Regions from separate parts of the Mus musculus genome. Here region 1 is linked to region 2. The links are chromatin contacts, called in public Hi-C maps. All regions are on one chromosome and are shown on one strand. The core of a region is the stretch at or near the end of the contact, and the rest is flanking DNA. Distances in the headings are between cores, read along the strand shown. Region 1 has its middle 72 kb from the start of Gm34799. Region 2 overlaps 4930452A19Rik (RIKEN cDNA 4930452A19 gene).

Region 1 (2,700 bases), core at 32-2,531, 210 kb before region 2:
AAATGGTAGATAGATGATAGATAGATAGATAGATGGTAGATAGATGATAGATTGTGGGTAGATGGTAAATGGATGGACAATAGATAGATAGATAGATAGATAGATAGATAGATAGATAGATAGATAATAGATAGATGATAGATGAGTCTTTTATCACCTGTCTATAAATTCTTACATGGCTTAGACTGTCACAAGAGTGAATGGGAAGAACCAGGAGCTAACCTGTGCTACAGAAACACTCTGCCTGGCGTGTGTCAGGTGAATGACAAGGCTGTTAACGAATGTGAGTCTCCTGGACATTAGCCCCAATTAGAGTCAATCCCGCTTCTCTTTCAGAGACACGATGAGGGACCTGCTCAGCGAGTGAAGTCGCTTGCTGAGTGAGTGTGACAACCTGGGTTCAATCCCTGGGGCTTGCAAGAGAGAAGCAGCTCTGGACAACTGTCCTCTGACCTCCTCCACATTGCCACATGTCTCCCCCACCAGTAACTAAATTAAAATGTAAGAATTGCCCATGCTGGCTAAATGTTGTGGGCATTCACACTGGCTCCCATGTGCTGTGACAGTGGGTCCCTCCAGATGGACCTTACAGAGAGACATCAAGTGTGGCTTTTTGTATAATGTCGGTTTTTGCTGAGATGTTTCAGAGACACGTGACTTAACAAATGGTAATAAGTTCCTGCCATCCACAGAGCGATGTTCAGCACCTCACTTCTCTTTAGCTGCAGAGAATTCCTGGCCAAATATGATAATTACTTAGTTCTGTGCTTTTAGCTCTGGGTAATTGTCTCTCACTAGAAGCTGAAGGGGCCCCTGCATTCATAGCTTCATCCCATGGCATTTGGGGTGGCTATAGAAAGAAAAGCAACTTCAGTGTAATTATGAGACAATAAATAAATAAACAATAAATAAAGCCAGATCTTGTCATGTGATTTCATTTATTAGGTTGATGTTTCTTTCTGGAGACGCTATAAGTAGAATCAGGTGCCGGGCTGTTACTGAAATGAGAAAATAACACCCCATGATCAATATTGGCAACAGGATCCTGAATGCAGGCAATAAATAAAGAAATAAAGACGGAGCCCTTTAAAGTACAGGTGACATTTTAGAGGGTGCTGCTGCACTTTGCTCTCTGGTAATTTGCTTTTTGTTTTTGTTTTTGTTTTTATTTTTGTTTTTGTTTTTGGTGGTGGCTGTGAGGTCTGATTTACCTCAGGGCTACTGTCTGTGCTGTTCTGTTATTGCTAATGTTATGCCGGGACGAGCAGAGCGTGAAAGGCCATCTTTGTTCTCAGGGACGCAATGATTTCTGTGTCCTTAAAGTGGAAGGAAACCAGCCGCCATTCCTGTTCTGTTTTCGAAGTGTTCAAATGATAAAATAAGCAATGCTGTGTGTTTTGTAGAGATGAAGGCCGGGCTGTGCTGCTGTCGCTCCTGTCCTCTGGTGGGGGTTGGCTCTCTGTAGAGACTTCACTTCCTCCCCGGTTTTGCTCCATTCGAGTCCTTTGTTGGGTGCCTATGACTGGAGTCCCTTTCTTCCCTGTTATCCTTCTCGGGCACACTGGGACACCCTGGTGAACCATGTGTCACTTCTGTTATGGTTTCCATGTCAGCAAAACAAGGCACCTTTGAAGGTCTGCACCCCAAGAGCCTATGTTAGTGGAACCCTTTGCAGTTTTTGAAGTGTGTGCTGTGCCTTATTCTGGTACCCCAGCTCCTGCTGCTGAATAGGCGGAGCTTGTAGCATCTCCATTTCTTCCTCCCCTCTCAAACGAAGCCTCACTATAGTATCATGGATATTTGGGTGTTTATCTCAAATCCTTTCCGAATGCCATAGCATCATTCATTGGGACAACCTTAATGAGGTGGCAATTAGTCATTCATTGGGACCTATTTAATGGGTGGGAAGAGGTGAAGAGAGAGGGGGAAAGAAATGTCAGACTCTGGGAGAGTCAGGAAGGCGGGGATACCTCAGGGATCCCTGAGAGAGCTTTTTGTCAACAAAATGGATCAGCCTTGCAAGCAGTAAAACTTTCAAATGACCTTCATGTCAAAATATTAGGCTGCTTTTTTTTTCTGCTGGATAGCAGTTTAATAAACATAAAAGGCACACATATCATTCAGAGTGGGGCAAAGTTTGCATCAAAAGTGTAGCTCTCCCCTTTTAAGGAAAGACTAATGTTTCTCCATGTGGTGGAGGAAATGACACTCCGCGTCAGGCTTGTGCGGCTGGAGAATAGGTATTTACGACGACTACAGGAGCTTTCTAGCCCTTTCTTCTAGCAAACACTAACCTGTGAATGTGGCCGAATCAGCAGCTGTAAGAGTGAGAGGTCCGGATCTTACATTCGGTACCGGCTGCTTTCCCGAAATTTGCAAGCAATTGGGGGCATTGATAAGAAATGCACAGGCAGAGGTGGAGGGTCTGTGAAGTTAACTTAGTGGGTAATGGGGGAAGGAGTCCTCAAAACTAAGGGCTCATGCATTTTTTTTCTTTGCTGAAATAATTTCTTCTCGAGGTTAAACTTCAGGGAGGAAGACAGGACAGATGTTTGAATTTAAATTGTCTAAAAGGCAGGAAATGTAAATAAATACGTCCCAAAGAATTCCTAGCTTCTCTTCTCTCTGAGTTTTCTTATCAGGGGAACACTGGCTCAGTGGCTAAGAACTGATAAAGCCAGGATCAGGTGTTGGCAGAAA
Region 2 (2,700 bases), core at 140-2,639:
TCTGAGAGGCCCAAGGGGCCTCTGAGCATACTGGCTGCCTTCATAAGTGACACTTCTAGATGCTCTGAAAGCTCAATTCAAATGGGCAATGAGCGTACAGAAAGCTGCCCATGGGTACAAGAACATAGAACAAAGTTTATGAGAGTGTTCAGAATCTCACTCCTAACTCTGCAAGAATACTGGAAAACATGCTGCAGATAAATGGAGGGCAGGAGAGGGAGATCTGGCCAAAGCCATCAAGAGTGGAGAGACAAGGGATGGGTTGGCCGTGGGGCGGGGCGTGCCTGTAGGATGGGGCTTGGCTATAGGTCAGCTGGCCCTTAAGAGTCCAGGACCCAGAAATAATCTACAGGCTTGGCTCAAGTAACCTGCAGTGCCTGGGTCTTCTTAATAGAATTTAAATTTAAAGTCAGATATTTTATTGTCTCTCTGGGAAGAATAGTTAATTCTACCAGGCCATGCTGTCACTTTAAATTATCAGTGAGAATTTCAAGGAAAAAGATCAATTCTGAAAGGAAATCAATTTTGGGTAACTAGAAACAATCTTACTTTAGGGCGTGTGGGGTATTCTAAACAGAGGATGTTATTGTGTGAGTTTGAGACTCCCTTTTGCTGTATTATCCTACTTTTGTCTAAGCGTGTTACAGACCTAATTTGCTTTTTAATACATCTATGTTTCCACCCGTGGGTCCACTGGCAATTTGATTCATTTATGCGGGTATATATATATACATTTGTAATCTGAAAATTCAGCCCGCTAAATTCTACCAAGAAAAAAACCGGGACTGTCAGTATACAGTCCCTTATACTCTTCTGAATTCTTTTCTCCTCCTCTGGGGTCGCCTGAGTGTGGACTGCTCCCACAAGCTGCTGGGTCGCCATCACAGATTCCCTCAGCTTGCCACTTCCTCTACAGAGCGAGCTCTCAGGACAGCTTCTCACTACACAGGGCTTAAGCAGAGATTTTAACACGCAAGAAGTACGAAATCCCCTTACTTTAAACCCTCCAATGAAAAGGCGCCTACAGATTAAGAGGGAATAAAGTGACTATCAACCAGACGCAGGACATGAAGCCGTCCTTGTATTCTGATCTGAGCGAAGTAAAATGAAAATTACGTGCACAGTCTCCTCTTACACACAGGCACGCTGTTTGATCTCTAGAGTGCGGCGTTTAAGGAACTACTCAGTGTTCCGGTGTGATACACACTGAATTATTTATGTGGGAAAGAAGCAGAATTAAGAGTTTGCAGGACAATTGTGGGGAGGGGCGCTTAGCTGGCAGGCAGCTCCCACGGTGGAGAGGAAGCTCCGGGCCAATCCCGGAGCTTGAATTCCTGTATTGGGTTGGGGTGTGGGGGGTGGGTTAAGGCTGTAGGGAGAGAGAGCAGTTCAAAGAGCTCCTCAGTTACATAACAGGTTTGACGCCAGCTCGCTACACGCCGGACTGTGTCTCAAAAACAAGACATGATAAAATAAAATTGAGAAGGCGTTGATTAGGAGGTGGGTGGAGTTTGGGTGAAATAAATGTGGGCAATGCTCCCTCCTCCTCCTCCTCCTCCTCCTCCTCCTCCTCCTCCTCCTCCTCCTCCTCCCTCCCTCCCTCCCTCTCTCTTCCCCCCCACCCCCCCAGAGTTTGAGTCTCTTTAACAACAATTGTTAAATCGACAGATAAAGACCTCCACTAACTCCCCCATGGACCTTGGATAAAATTCTAGGTCTGGCAGCTTTCGTAGCCTCATCCCTATGCTCTTCCTGGTCTCAAATCCACCATAATGCGTTCTATAGTACGAATGGCCCTTTTCTGGCCTAGGGTCTTAGGGCTTGTTCTGCCCTCCTCTGGGAGCATGGATTCTGCAGGTGGTCATCTGGGAGGCTCTGGAGAGTTTGACTGTCCTGTCACTTAGCAGCCCTTTCCTGTCATTCCCCTGCACCAGCTCCTCCCCACCTGTGTGTTTGCCTGTCTGCGTCAGTCTTCCTGGCCCTTTAGAGCTCCGAGTGAGTTTTCTCTCTCGTACAAGGTTGGGAACACCACAGTGTGTCGGGGCAGGGGACATTCAGCAAATGTTTAAGGGGCGAATCAAACAATGTTGAATTTTCCCCCATGAACAATGCAAAAATCCCTTCTCTTTCCCATGTGGCTGACCTTTTCGCCTCTCTTGTTTCAAAATTAGCCCGAGAGGAAGAAAAAGACGCGGTTGATCGCTTTCTGATGCTTTCTCCCCACCTCCGTTTCTTTCTGAAAATTGAAATAGAAAAAGCCCAAAACCCCAAACCCCAAACAAACAAACAAATAAACAAACACCGAAAGAAGAGAAACAGGCGGCTTCCCTTACTAATGCTACTTTGGGGCGGGGGGGGGGGGGCAAAATTTTGCTCTCCCTCTCCTTTCTGTTTTCCTCTCTTGGCTTAGAAACTCCTCTGGTTGGCAATAACCTGATGAGCTGTCAGGAAATATGTCGGGAGTAATGAAAATAGACCTTTTCCAATTTCAAAAGTGTCGCTGGTTTTTTTTTCTTTCTCTCTCTCTCTCTCTCTCTCTCTCTCTCTCTCTCTCTCTCTCTCTCTCTCTCTCTCTCTCTCTTTCTTTCTTTCTTTCTTTCTCCTCTTCCCCAGCCATGGTCCTGGGCCTCCTCCCCAAGTGAGTTTCTTTGCATTACCATATAGGTCATATAGACACAGTTGCTTTGGATGTTCTAGAAA

What was found. A called contact is a pair of places that touch in the nucleus more often than the background predicts.
Region 1: a contact with region 2 is called in a Hi-C map of forebrain, with 2.9 times the contacts expected there. The contact joins two enhancer-like sites. A contact is called at or near these places in 10 of 484 Hi-C or Micro-C datasets (the N1E-115 cell line, cardiomyocytes, cerebral cortex and 7 more) and 5 of 115 datasets of contacts at active chromatin or transcription factors (cardiomyocytes, embryonic basal ganglia, embryonic stem cells and 2 more).

What each region holds. Positions count from the first base shown.
Region 1 is chr17:9,977,637-9,980,336 of GRCm38.p6, reverse strand. No RefSeq gene overlaps it. Among named protein-coding and RNA genes, the nearest start is that of Gm34799, 72 kb to the right of the region's middle. Within about 2 kb of position 1,281, at least 5 of the 459 cell types and tissues checked have an H3K27ac peak or open chromatin away from gene starts, as enhancers often do. A contact at or near this core is called in forebrain, where this site is marked.
Region 2 is chr17:9,763,475-9,766,174 of GRCm38.p6, reverse strand. All of the region lies in intron 3 of 4930452A19Rik (RIKEN cDNA 4930452A19 gene), which reads left to right. Among named protein-coding and RNA genes, the nearest start is that of 4930452A19Rik, 11 kb to the left of the region's middle. Within about 2 kb of position 1,389, at least 156 of the 459 cell types and tissues checked have an H3K27ac peak or open chromatin away from gene starts, as enhancers often do. A contact at or near this core is called in forebrain, where this site is marked.